2 separate regions of the Arachis hypogaea genome follow, and region 1 is linked to region 2. Evidence: chromatin contacts called from public Hi-C data. All regions are on one chromosome and are shown on one strand. The core of a region is the stretch at or near the end of the contact, and the rest is flanking DNA. Distances in the headings are between cores, read along the strand shown.

Evidence for each region. Hi-C and Micro-C count contacts between places; a contact is called where the count stands out from the background.
Region 1: a Hi-C map of an unstated tissue shows a contact between it and region 2, with 6 times the contacts expected there. The contact joins the promoter of LOC114924432 here to the enhancer-like site in region 2. A contact is called at or near these places in 2 of 8 Hi-C or Micro-C datasets (leaf and an unstated tissue).

The regions. Positions count from the first base shown.
Region 1 is chr9:17,770,682-17,777,226 of arahy.Tifrunner.gnm2.J5K5, forward strand. LOC114924432 reads left to right here and starts at 5,110. Exons shown (of 3, transcript XM_029288988.1): 1 at 5,110-5,578; 2 at 5,631-5,737; 3 at 5,793-6,242. The coding sequence starts at 5,110. The coding sequence ends at 6,242.
Region 2 is chr9:17,668,637-17,675,740 of arahy.Tifrunner.gnm2.J5K5, forward strand. LOC112710560 (histone-lysine N-methyltransferase EZA1) reads left to right here. Exons shown (of 17, transcript XR_003156895.3): 13 at 768-855; 14 at 986-1,033; 15 at 1,117-1,245; 16 at 1,611-1,688; 17 at 1,835-2,695. LOC112710561 reads right to left here. Exons shown (of 2, transcript XM_025762832.3): 1 at 6,656-7,104; 2 at 3,303-4,115. The coding sequence starts at 7,097. The coding sequence ends at 3,574. Among protein-coding and RNA genes, the nearest start is that of LOC112710561, 3.8 kb to the right of the region's middle. Within about 2 kb of position 3,420, at least 3 of the 3 cell types and tissues checked have open chromatin away from gene starts, as enhancers often do.

The sequences.
Region 1 (6,545 bases), core at 3,860-6,359, 100 kb after region 2:
ATTGCTGGTTCGGTTTTGATAACTGTTTATCCTAATCTAGCATCTACTTTACTCTATAACCACAAAAATATAGTTTCATATAAACATAAGCAATTTTTTCATATAAGGGTTTCTTTAGTGTTTGATTTTCTAACTCCCACATTAGCAATTGTTCCTGAGTAACCTCCTTACTTTTCTTTCTCTATATAAGCTGGTAAATAATCGTGATTATTTTTGAAATTGAAATGTGTGATTGATAGGCAAAAGAATAATGTTAAAAGGAAATGATAGATAGTAAAAAGATAAATATTGTGGCAACCTGAAGGTGACAATGAAAAAATCATGATGAACCAACCATTTTTCCATAAATATATACATATGCTGATAATAGTATAGTAATAGGATTACTGATAAATTGTTTTTAAACTCTAAAAATTACTTTTATTAACATATGTACAATCTGGCAACACATATAAGAATTCAAGATAATGCAGAAAAACAGAATACTAGATTAGGTTCATACACTAATTGGAAAGTAGAGAGACACTACATTCATTTGGTTAGGTTCATGCACTAATGGGCTATTCTTTTCAATGAAAACACTAACACACAGAGGATACTAAACCCTACACAATTCATCATAACATATACTATTTAATAGCAACCCTAATAACTCTAAATGAAATCATGCTTCAATCTTCAGTTAGGTCTATATGTAAACTTGGTTGGACTGTTGCCTTCCTCACTCCTAATTTGAGTTACTCTTCCTCATACTAAACACCTTTACCTTAGGCAATGTTTGAAAAGATGCTCTAGGTAGTTGGTGAGAATATGTAGCTACAACAGGTAGGAGATACTGGGAGAATACAGAAACAAGAGGTAAGACAACTTAAAAAGATCCAGGAGGTGCTATAATAGGAGTCTCAGAATCTGCAACACCAATAGCTATGGTTAGAGCCTGAGAATATGCAATAACAACTATGGGAGGTGGGTGAGAAGATGCAACATCAGGTGTGGTGGAGAGTGGTTGTGAAGATGCAGCAACAGTAATTGTTGGTGGTTGAGAAGATGCTATAGCCACCCTTCCTCAACCCCTTTCTCTGTCCTTGTCTATTCCAACATGTTTTCCTCTCTCAGATCTACAAATATTTACATCAGATCTGTTGACAGGAGCAGCATCACTTCCATTTGCAGCAGCAGCAGCTCCATTAAAAGGAGCAACATCATCTCCATTTACAATAGCAGTAACAGTAGCATCAGACTCTGAAAAGGATATGCAACAAGTATAATACAAAATATTTCAACTATAATATAAACCAGTCAATAACAGCATGTATTGTCACAACAACTATCACATTTAAAATTCAAATATTTCATCTATTACAGTGACTAGTCAATAAGAAGCAATGATTACCTGTCACTATTGGGTTGGGATAATGTCTACTATTATGTCCATATTGTCCATAGCCTCAATTGACACGAAATTCTCATCATTTGAAGTTATCTCAACACTATTGCCTTTCCTACATCCATCAACAACATACACCAAGCAGTGCTTAATAGTTTGTGATATTAATAATCTACCTATTCTCATATAATATCCATCATTCATCAATTCTCTAAGACTTGAGTTCAATTGACAATCTGGATTATAGTACCATATCTTGATATAACCTTTGTACCCTTACTTCTTCAGCTCACTAACTATTTCTTGCAAACTCTATTCATCGAGCTCAAAATACAAGTCTTCCAACACCCTTCCCCCTAAATACTCTAGACCGTGTTTGTATCCTAAAAATTTTCATCGTGATGTAGAGGTCTATAGTGAAATCCGAATCTCACTTCACTACACCAAAACAAAAGGAAAAAAACATATAAATACTTATTGAAAGCTAGAAAACGCCCAATGTTATAGGCATTTTCAATAACATGCTATTCATCCTATCACTACAATAACAATGAGGAGAACAGATTCATAAATCAACCTCTGTATAACATTTCAACATTTCAAGTTCAAGTTCAACCTCTGCCATATTCTAATCAGATTCATAAATCAAACAACAATAAAATTAACAGAAATAACATCAATACTTCAACTATTAAAAATTAATATAGAATATTAGAATAACTGGAAAAAAACTTACATGTTGACTGTTGTTACAGCGGCAGAATCGAGCAATGTAGTGTAGGCAGCAACACTCGTAGAAGAGAGGTGAGGGAGCGACGAAGGGACGGAGGTGCGACACAGCGAGACGCGAGCACTCCCCAGGAAGCACAGTTGCAAGAAAAGAGACAAGACACGAGCAGTGGAGCACACCAGGCGTTGGGTGCAATGATGGTGGACGAACATAATACAAGGAAGAAGGAGTAAGACCCCTGGCGATGAGCATGCAAGGGATGACGAACAGAGGAGATGCGATGAGATGGCAACATGTGGTGGGTCCAACGGGAGCTCAACGTAGAAGTTAGGGCTATGACAGTGTGAGTATGGGAAAATGACAAGGGTTCTTTTGAATTTTCGAAATATAGAGGTGTTTTCGATTAGAGCTCGTATTTTAATGGTGAGAATATTTGTTTTTTTAACAGAATATTATGTTATATATATATATATATATATATATATATATATATATATATATATATATATATATATTGTATAAAGATTCAATTGAAAAGAAAAAAATATAGAGATTAAATTGAAAATTTGGTAAAATTATAAGAAGCTGTAACGTAATTAAACCGTGTATTTATAATGAGTTTAATTTTGATGTATTAATAGCGTAAAATATTTTATACAGTCCTAAAATTACATCTGTCTTTATGGATGACTATTTATGCAATATTTTTATTAATGTGGTATTACATAATTGAATACATATGTAAAATTATTTTACACTAATAATATATCAAAAATAATATTTTATAATATATTTATATTAAAAATTTATTATTGATAGACAGACACCCGTTAACTAAAAAAATTAAAAAATAAAAAATACTCCCAAAAAAAATAAAATAAAATTATATGCTTTATTTAAAGAATTTTATTAGAACACTTATAAAAATAAAAGTAAAATTTTAGTTTACACTTAGTATACAATAATGGACGAAATAATCATCCAATTATTTAATTAATTAATTTTTGTAATTATTTAAAAATTTAATTTTAATAGACTAATAATGTAAAATAATTTTATACGTGTATTTAATTATGTAACGCTATATTAATAAAAATAACTATCTTTTATATTAACTACATAAATAATCGTTAAGAAAACGGATATAATTGTAATTAAATTCAGTGCATAAAAAATAAAGTCATTATTTTAAATCAAATGGTTCATGGTTAAGATGAAGTAACAAGTACTCAAGCACTCAATATCTCTATGAGAGTACGTGAAATGGAGAGTGGGCAGAGCGGGGGAGAGTCTTCGAGGGTGGCACATAGCGAGGCAGCCGGCCATGCCAGCGGAAGCAATAAAGGGGAGAGCGGAGGGGGGCATGCATTAGGTGAAAAGGATGGGATTAAAGGAGACGGTAACAAGACTCAAAGTCAGCAGATATCTCAGAAATAAAGTTATTGGTGCCTCAGCAAGGAGAGCTTTGGAGGTTGCTGATTCTCTTGATAGGGATAACTTGGCTACAGTAGTTGGTAAGCAAGGCGATTCGGAGATACCAATTGTGACGTTCACTGAAGAAGCAAAAGAGATATTGGCAGAGCCCTACAAAGATGCCATCGTGATCAAAGTTCTTGAAAAAAATTTTAGCTATACAGCGATCACGCACAGGCTTAAAGGCGTCTGGAGAACCAAAGGAGGATATGAGGTACTAGATGTTGGTTTTGGCTATTTCTTAGTCAAATTTGATCTCTTGGAGGATAGAGAGAAAGTTCTTCTTGGAGGACCATGGATGATTACTGGTAGTTATATTGCGGTTAAACCTTGGAGTTCTTCATTTAGACCTTGTGAAAACACTTTTGGGTCTACCATAGTTTGGATAAGAATCACAGGTTTAAACATTAACTATTATCAAGAGAGAGACATGAAAATAATTGCGTCAGCTATAGGCAAACCGATCCACATCGACTTAGCCACCAAGTCTGTAGAGAGGGGAAAGTATGCAAGAGCATGTGTGCAACTTAACTTGGGACTTCCAGTTATAAAAAAATTCAAGTTGATGGTCATATGTATGACTAGAATATGAGCACTTGAATTTAATTTGTGAAAAATGTAGCTGCTTTGGGCATGTAACAGGAGAATGTGCGAAAGAGAACAACAATAGCTTTGGGAAGGAAAGCACGGTGAAGGAAAAAAATTTGCCGTCACTATTTCATGTGGATAACAATGAGAAAACGGTGGAATTAATGGCAAATCAATTCCAATTATGGAGTAGCATGGTGCAGCAGGTCTTGTGCATGATAATTTGCAAGACTCACGCATGGAAAGGGATACTCGTGCAAAAGAGGGTGAATGGGTTACAGTTAGTAGAAAGGGCAAGAAAAAAGTGGGTAAAGGTCCCAATGTGGTGCCAAAAAAAGCCAATGTAGCAATATGCTCCAATTTGGTGAGTAAGAAATTTTCTTTTGGGTCTAATAACATGCATGCTGGATCCTCATCAAATGCAAAGGTGAAGTCCTTATCAAATGTAAAGGTGGGGCCTAAGGAAAAGAAGGATCCTCCATCCACGCTTGGCACTTTGGGAACAACTCAAGGTGGCTTTCAAGGATCAGAGTACTCCCTTTTTTAAAGCAGGACACAAAAGGCAGCGTCCTATTTCGCTTTAAAACTCACCTATTGAAGCATTGTCAATGGATTCTCGAGTACAAAAAGAGCTTAACAAAGTTAGTGCAACAACGAACTTAGAGAACTAACCTCCACAGAAGAATGATGGTTCTGCGGTGCAAATCCACGAGAAGACACTTGGAGACAAGGGTCCATCAACATGAGGTAGAATGATTAAACATTCCAATTATTTAATTTATTTTTTATGGATTGTGACCATTTAAATATTATTAGTTGGAATGTTAGGGGACGTCAAATAAGATGTCTCGGGTGCACTGTAAGGAGTTGGTACGAAAGTTTCAACCAACTTTTTTTTATTTTGGTGGAAACTCATATTGGGTTTGAAACTATGAAAGAATTTTGGGGGAGATTAGGCTATTATCCTGTAGGGATTGTAGATGCTGTTGGATACATGGGAGGAATTTGGTTCCTCTCTGCTAATTTAATTTTTTCTTGTAAAATTCTTTGGGCTATAAATCAATGTATAACTTTGGAAATTGATGGTGGTGGGCGAAGATGGATCTGCAGTGCGGTTTATGGCAGGCCTCAAGCCACTAATAGAGTAGAATTATGGAGTCATCTGCTTGATATTGATTTGTGCATTCAGGACCCGTGGGTGGTGGTTGGGGATTTTAATGATATTTTGAGTGTTCATGAGGTGAAGGGGGGTAATTTCTATTCGAATCGCAGTAATATCTTTGCAAGTACTCTAGATTCTTGTGGTCTTTTTGATCTGACAATCTCTGGAAGACGGTTTACTTGGTTTCGTAAAATTCAAGGAAACAAAGAAATTGCAAAGAGATTGGATAGAGCTTACTGTACTATAGAATGGTGCCTTCTTTTTCCATAATCTTTTGTTGAAGTTCTCAGCCGTTCCCACTCTGATCATTGTCCGCTACTTATCCGATGTCAAGAAGTTCCTATCAAGAAAGGAAACCGGCTTTTTAGATTCCAAGCGGCATGGGCAACGCATCCTGGTTACAAGGCCATTGTTCAGAAATCTTGGGATAGTACAGACTTTGGCATTCATAGGAAGTTGCTGGGGTCCAAGAAGCTTCGTTGGAATTCAACTCTACGGTCTTCGGCAATATTTTTATTAAAAAGAGGGAATTGAAGGGTTATTTGAATCGTATTCAACGAAAAATAGAAGCTGACGATGATCCGATTCTGAAGCATAAAGAGGAAGAATTGAGAGCTGAGTATAATATAGTTTTGGCCCAGGAAGAAATGCTTTGGTACCAGAAGTCAAGAGATCAATGGATTCGGTATGGTGATAGAAATACTAGCTTTTTCCATATGCAAACCATCCTTAGAAGAAAATCTAACAAGGTTCATGGGTTTCTGGTCAGTGATGGGTCTTGGTCTGATGATCCGGAAGTTTTGCAAAGGGAGGTTGTTCATTTCTTCAAAAATATTTTTTGTTCTACTAAGCCTGTTGAGGTTAATTCCATGGGAGAAATTCCTATGCCAGCTCTTAGCTAGGATGCTTGTGATAATTTGTCTAAACCAGTAACAATGTTGGAGGTTAAAGAAGCTCTGGATAATATGAGCTCGTTCAAAGCTCCTGGGCCGGATGGTTTTCAAGTTTTTTACTTCAAGGAATATTGGGATGTAGTGGGTCATGAGGTATGACGTACTGTTCAGAAAGCATTCTTAGGGGAGACATTAAGCCATTCCTTGTTGGAAACTTTGATTGTTCTTATCCCTAAGTGCGGCCCTCCAACTAGATTGAAGGATTTTCGGCCAATAAACCTTTGTAATGTAATTTATAAGCTAGTGACTAAA
Region 2 (7,104 bases), core at 2,170-4,669:
TTAGATTAGAATCTATTGTGAATAATTGTGTTTTTTCTTTAGTAGGTATTGTAATGATTTAGTGTATATAAATATATGAGCTAAGGAGTTCAATAACCTCAAGCTTTTCAAATTAAAATCACTGCCTAAACAGATGGAATATTCTTGACTCCAAATGCACATGATCTGGTGGCATAACAATGCACCTACTTTAACCCACATATCTCTCTCTCTCTCTCTCATGAAGAAGGGGTGTCTTTAATTTTTGGTTTCTTCTTTAATAATACTCTTTTTTTCATTTTATTAATGATGGAATTGTTCTATGGTGTTTCTGGTCATGGTATGGGCTATGCCGGTGGTTGTTTAAAGAATATTCATTGATTATTCCATGTAGTATGATTTTTTGGTATCAGTTTATGGTAGTAAGAACATGGTTGAATTTCTTTTAAAAAGAAAATAAATAAATATAGGGACTTGATTAGAAACTTTTAAATTGTAGGAGATCAAATTGAGAATTGATTAAAACTATATAGCCTTCTAGAGTAATTAAACTGGTAAATCATTTATCCTTCAAGAAAATGTAAGGCAGTTCTTAAACCAAAAAAATAGGTAATTGCTGGAGAGATAATTGTGTTACTAAGACAGACTGTGAGTTGATTTTTTTCAACTTCACCATAACCTTAATGTCAATTGAAACCACAGCAATTACTTTGGAGTTTGGACTGATGTCCTGCCTCCCTCTGAACATTTTCCAATGGTTACTTATAAATATTACATTCTTCATTCAGTTGTGGAGATGGTTCATTAGGGGAGCCCCCTCGTCGTGGAGATGGTCAATGTGGAAATATGAGGCTTCTCTTGAGGCAGCAACAGAGGGTTAGCAACCATGAGCTTGTTTGTTTAATATTTTCTGCATTCCATTCTTATTTTTATGAATAAAAATCATGATTGGGTGATGCAATTATGTCTGCCTCAAGTGTATTGTTCTTATGCTTATGCCTCTCAGATTCTCTTGGCAAAGTCTGATATTGCAGGATGGGGAGCCTTCTTGAAGGTTGAGACTTGAGATTCATGGGACTTGTTTGTTTTCTGTTAATTTTAGTTTGTTCCTGTTACTCATTGGTGATAACATTTCAGAACCCAGTTAACAAAAATGATTATCTAGGAGAGTACACAGGGGAACTGATCTCCCACCGAGAAGCAGATAAACGTGGGAAAATATATGATCGTGCAAACTCCTCTTTCCTATTCGACTTAAATGATCAGGCAAGTGGCTCGTGTCACCCACATTTTATCTAAATTTGTTGTTTTTTCTGGCTCCTGTTGATTTGAGGTTCCTTGTAATCTTTGAGTGATCGATCATATTCCTTTTACCTTTCAACTGCACAATATTTTATTTTTTTGTAACATGTTATGATAGTAAACCACTGATTTTCTGGCTGAAATTTTTAGTAGAGACAGTCTGTGACACAGTAGATCTCAGCCAATAGGAATTCTTAGTTGATGTATATTTTTTAGCTATGCTTTAATCAATCTAGTTTTCCTTCATGCTTCTTTCATGGAAAGCTATAGTTTACTGAGGTTTCCTATGATTACTTATGACTCTACATGTGATATCTATCTCTTTACAGTATGTTCTTGATGCTTATCGCAAAGGAGATAAGTTGAAATTTGCGAACCACTCCTCAAATCCCAACTGCTATGCTAAGGTGAGGCCAGAAACTCATGTCTTTGGGGAGTTCCAAAGCTTAACCATTTTTTTCTTCAATGAAAGAAACCTTGACCTTTTAGTATCTGTATTTTGAAGTTGATCTTTAAATTGTCCAATTGTTGGCCACTTGTTCTGGCTGCGTAGGTGATGTTGGTTGCTGGAGACCACCGAGTAGGCATATTTGCCAAGGAACATATTGATGCTAGTGAGGAGTTGTTCTATGATTACCGCTATGGTCCAGATCAAGCACCACCATGGGCACGTAAACCTGAGGCATCCAAGAGAGATGAATCAGCAGTTACTCAAGGCAGAGCAAAGAAACACCAGTCACATTGAATATGGCATGGCGTAAGGTTTACAATGTATATACTTTTGGCTTCTACCAGTATATTCTCTCCTGAGACAAACTTGTGGAGTAAGCGATTAAATTAGTCTTAAAGTTGGCATCATCCAACTTTAAATCTATCCCTAAGGGTCTGTTTGGTTGGGATAAAAATTGGAGTGGAAAATTTCATGCTTGATCTCTGTATTCTTATACATTGATTTATTTATGAAAACTTCTACTCCCTTTTTGCCTCTAACCAAACACACCATAGTTACAAATGCTTCCAACTTTTTAGCTCGGGAAAAGCTGATCAAGTTGGTTCTTAGTATTGACAGTATCAAGGACCTCTTGAGATTTTTGAATTTAGGGGAGGATTTAAAGTTGGTTGGCAACCTTAGTGACTATTTTGTTGCCTTACTCCAATCATGTGTGACGTCCTATGTGCATGGAGGAAACGTGCCATAAGGAATCAAAATAATAATAGGTATGCATATGCTAGTATGACTAAGGTATTCGTATGAAATATATGATACAGTTAAACAATAAAGGATATGGTCAATAAGCTATTTGAGTAGGGACTAAGTATAGAAATTCGAATCCGAGGTTTATTTATTTTCCCATGTAAAATACCTTGATCTGGCATTTTTTTTTTTGTGAATAAAATGTATATGTTGCTATAACTGTATAAGCTTGAATTAAGACGTTTGATTGCTAAGACAGTAGAAATAAAGTACTAATTTGTGTTTCGGGAGGGGTTGTGTTATATATATCTTCACCGTTATATACACCTTTTAGATTTTATTGATATACAAACGAATACAAAAATACTACATGCATATTAAAAATCAGTCATCATATCATGTATTTGTGTTTAAATATATATATGATTGTGTCTAATCTGCATGTAGCTTTTTACATTGGTCAACTAATCCAACATGTGGAATTCATGTACGCATGCTATTTGAGAATATTCTTTTATTGAGCTGTGAAATGATGTCATATCTATATGAAACATATGAATTTTGCTAATAGTTTTGTTCTTGGATAGAAGTAGTACAAAGGAAGCCTTCATATTCAAATAGTTTGGCTCAACCAGTTAGGGTCGTATTTGGGTAACTTTAAGAACTCACACTGTCGGAAATTTATGAATTACAACGGACCACACACCTGCACCTAATTTGGTGTCTTCTCTCAAGATCAATCTAATTATGTTTGACTCTAGCAGGATTACATAGCATATAGGGCCTCTGATCTGCTAATATGTCTAAAGTAATTGATAATCTCAAATAGTCAAATCACATTTATTTTTTAATTTAAATTTTCAGTTCCACATTCCTTCGATGCAATATGGCCTAAAGAAACCCAGAAGAAAGGCCTTGTGATCCACTCGCCATAACATAGAAACATCCTCAGGCCACTTGAGATACAGATAGGTGTTGATATTAAGGAGAAGATATGTTACAAAATCAAACCCATCAGACAGCACAAATTCCCCCTTAACTCTGATTCTGTCACCCTGACTCTTTTAAATTCAGAAAAACAGAAAAAAAACACTCTCTTAAAAAACTGCTTCTACAATAGCAAACTTCTTTTTGGGGTAACCAATTCCAATCATGTGGTTTAAATACGGCTTCCCATCCTTCACAGTAGCTGAAGTTGCCAAGCGATGCATAGGCCCTGAGAATTTCGACACAACAGCAGCAGTTTCCCACCCATCTTTGCTCGCAACTAATCTTCCAGAAGGATTCCCAGCAACTACCAATTTAGTAGGAGACAACAGCGCTAAACCGTCTCCGAAATATAGGGGTCCTCCGGCTACCTTAATCACCTTCACTTCCTCACCTTTTGTCAAATCAATCTTGAACAAGTTGCCACTGAAAGTGTGAATCACAATCAGGAACCCATCTGGGTGGTAAACAATTCCGTTTAGGGCTACGAATTTCTTGTACCATTCTTTTGGGGTGAAGAGAGGGTTTCTTATAATCGTTATGAGGTTCCCTTCCACCCCAACCTTCCATATTTTGCCGGCTTTTGCATCAGTGACATATGCATTGCCTTCTGCATCAACATCAACATCATCGGCAAAAGATTTCTCGTCACCTACATCCAATGTTGGAAATCTGTCATTATTACATGAAAAGCTAAAAAGACAAAAAAGAACATGGATATAGGCATAATTGTACCACAAAATAGCACAGCACTAGCATCGTATAGATGATATGTTGGCATAAAATATGATGATGAATATGATGATGGTATTATTAGTAAGGCTTATGTGTTTGCAAAGTATACTAGTCCATGTGTATTACTCCACATTCACGCTAGATGTACACCATAAATCAGTCATTCATATAAAATATATATTGTAATATAAAATACATATTGAAAATGAATTAAACCAAATATCTCTATGAAAAATGCTTGACAATCGTGGGTGTAATCATATAGATATGTAGTGTTGGCCAAAAGAAACTAGTTCCCTAGAATTTCTGATCTAAAAATTTTGCAATCGCAATACTACCACAAAAAACTAGGTTGAAGCCAACACAACATGAAATATACTCTATGTAGGAGCCAACAAAAGATATAAAAAGGGCATGCAATGAGAAAGACGGAGGTAGGACCTTTCCTTTTCAATATGTTTGCTTGCACATGTTTTCAAATTCCATGATGGATTTATTGAGGTGATATAAGCTGTAACAATCATCCATATGACGACGGAATAGACTACTACATTACACTTGCATAAATGTCGAACGATTTAGACAGCGTTATACACTCTTCATGTCTTAAATCTGATACAAATTCGCGAAATCTTTCCGTTCAATTTTCGTACCTACCATTCTACCAAGGATTAAACCATGGCCAGAAGCAGCAAGCTCAAATTAGTGAACTAAATGGGAAAAGAATACTTTATCTTAACATTTGTTGATTTCGTCAATTTTGACTAAGAATAATTGACAAACATTTGATGTAAAATAAGAATTCTACTTTGTTGGTTTCTAATTCTTTCCCTACAATATTTTTTCATATAATAAAATATTATAAAATATTTTATTTTCAAGTTTTAAAATTTTAAATCCAAAGGAGACCAAAGTAATTACTCTCGTAACAAATTAATTATATATTTATTACTATGACATACATTTAATTATAACCAAAATAACAAAAGAAAGGTAAATTATTTGCAAAATAGCAAAGAGAAAATGCTTGTATGTTAAAGAAAACACATTATTGCACTCACAATCCCCGAAAATTAAAGTTTTTTGCTATACAATTTTTCAAATTTTATACATGAATATGTGACGCAAAACAATTAGACACTAATAAAAAAAATATAATAGTGACATGGTTATATTTAGAATTAAATTTTATAAATAATATAATCAAATTAGATTTACATTCATTACTAATTTATAAGAAATAAAATTAAACTCATTTTATATTTATTATTGTTACCTAGATTACTTTTTTTTATCAATAATAGACTTATCATTGTAATTATATTTTTTTTTAGAAAAAAATAAATTCTTCTCATTGTTGAAGAGAATGAAAAATTCCTTTTAAAAATATTTATTGAGTTATTACACCTTATATACTATGTACTCTTTATATACTCTTACTAAAAAATAATTACAATGGTAAACCTATTATTGATAAAAAAATTAATCTAGATAACAATTATCAAAATATAAATAAATTTATAAATATTTTTTTCTAATTAATTTTTTATATTTATAAAAAGTTTGATTATTTATATAAACCACTTTTTAATATATAATGGTCAATTTTTGTAGTTCATAAATTATTTTTGAAATATTTTTTGAAATATGCATATTTTCCTAGTAAAATAATTGTAAGGAGAAATCTTTTCGATATTATTTTTAGATGAATTCTATAATATTTATAATTTAGTGCTTAATTTTTGTTTAACTTATTTTTATGATAAAGTTTAAATATTTAATAATTATTTATTTTTATATTTTTAAATAATATTAATTTTTAACATATTTTAATATGTCAGGCAAATTTTTGCACCTTATTTTTAACCCTGAGAAAAAAAAAACAATAAAAAGCATCTACTTGAGAATAATCTGCCAGGCATAGCGTGCCAAACGTGTAAATAATTAAATATATTTTTGAGATTGAAAAGATTATAATAAAGACATAAAGATAATAGCAACACAAGCGCAATAGCAACACAAGCGCACATTGAGATAGCATGTTGCTAAAAGAACATATTGAACAATGAATAGTTCAGCTTTATGCAACCTTCTAATTCTAAAGAAGTAAAAAATAAAATAAAATAAAAAAATTTTAATAGCGTAGTTCACTTTATTTAAAATTACTTTTCACCATTTTTGTTTCTTTTGAATTTAAAATAATTTCCCCCGCAAGGATTATTAAATAAACAACTAGTTTAATTTTGCAATAATAAAAATCACAACTGTGTTTTTCTTTCTAGAACTAAATTTTAATTATGATAATTAAATAAATCATTTTTTTTTTCATAAAAAGAAAGGACAGAAACATTTTAAATGAACTGTGTATGCTATGACATGATTTATGAGCGTACGAATACTGAAGGTAGTGCGAATATCGAATACACGAAGCAGTTGAACGAGAAGGGAAGAGCTTACTTGGACCGCTGAGTTGTGTAAGAAAGAGCCTCTGCCACGTGGACAAATCATATGCGGAGAGTGCACTATACCGGTTTCCAAACACATCGGCGTGAACAACGAGAACCCGGTTCCTCTGCGTGTCGACCGAGATTCCAAGGGACGAGTTTCCGGACAAATTCACTTCCATCACCGTCGTCACCTCCTCCAACAGAACCTCCTTCTCCGCCTCTTCCGGCACCCGAACCTCGCCTACACCGCCTTCGAAGAACGAGACTATGAAGCGACGATTAGTTGGGTCCCACTTGGCGCACTCCCTCAGCCACCCTCCAGTGCCGTGGTAGTTGTACACGTGGGTTGACGGTTGGGCTCGTTCGAGGGATACGATGATGCCTAAGGGAATGGCCATCAGGACCACCAGGACGGTGAGGGATTTTAGGGAGAAGAGAGAGGAGAGAGCCATGAGAAAC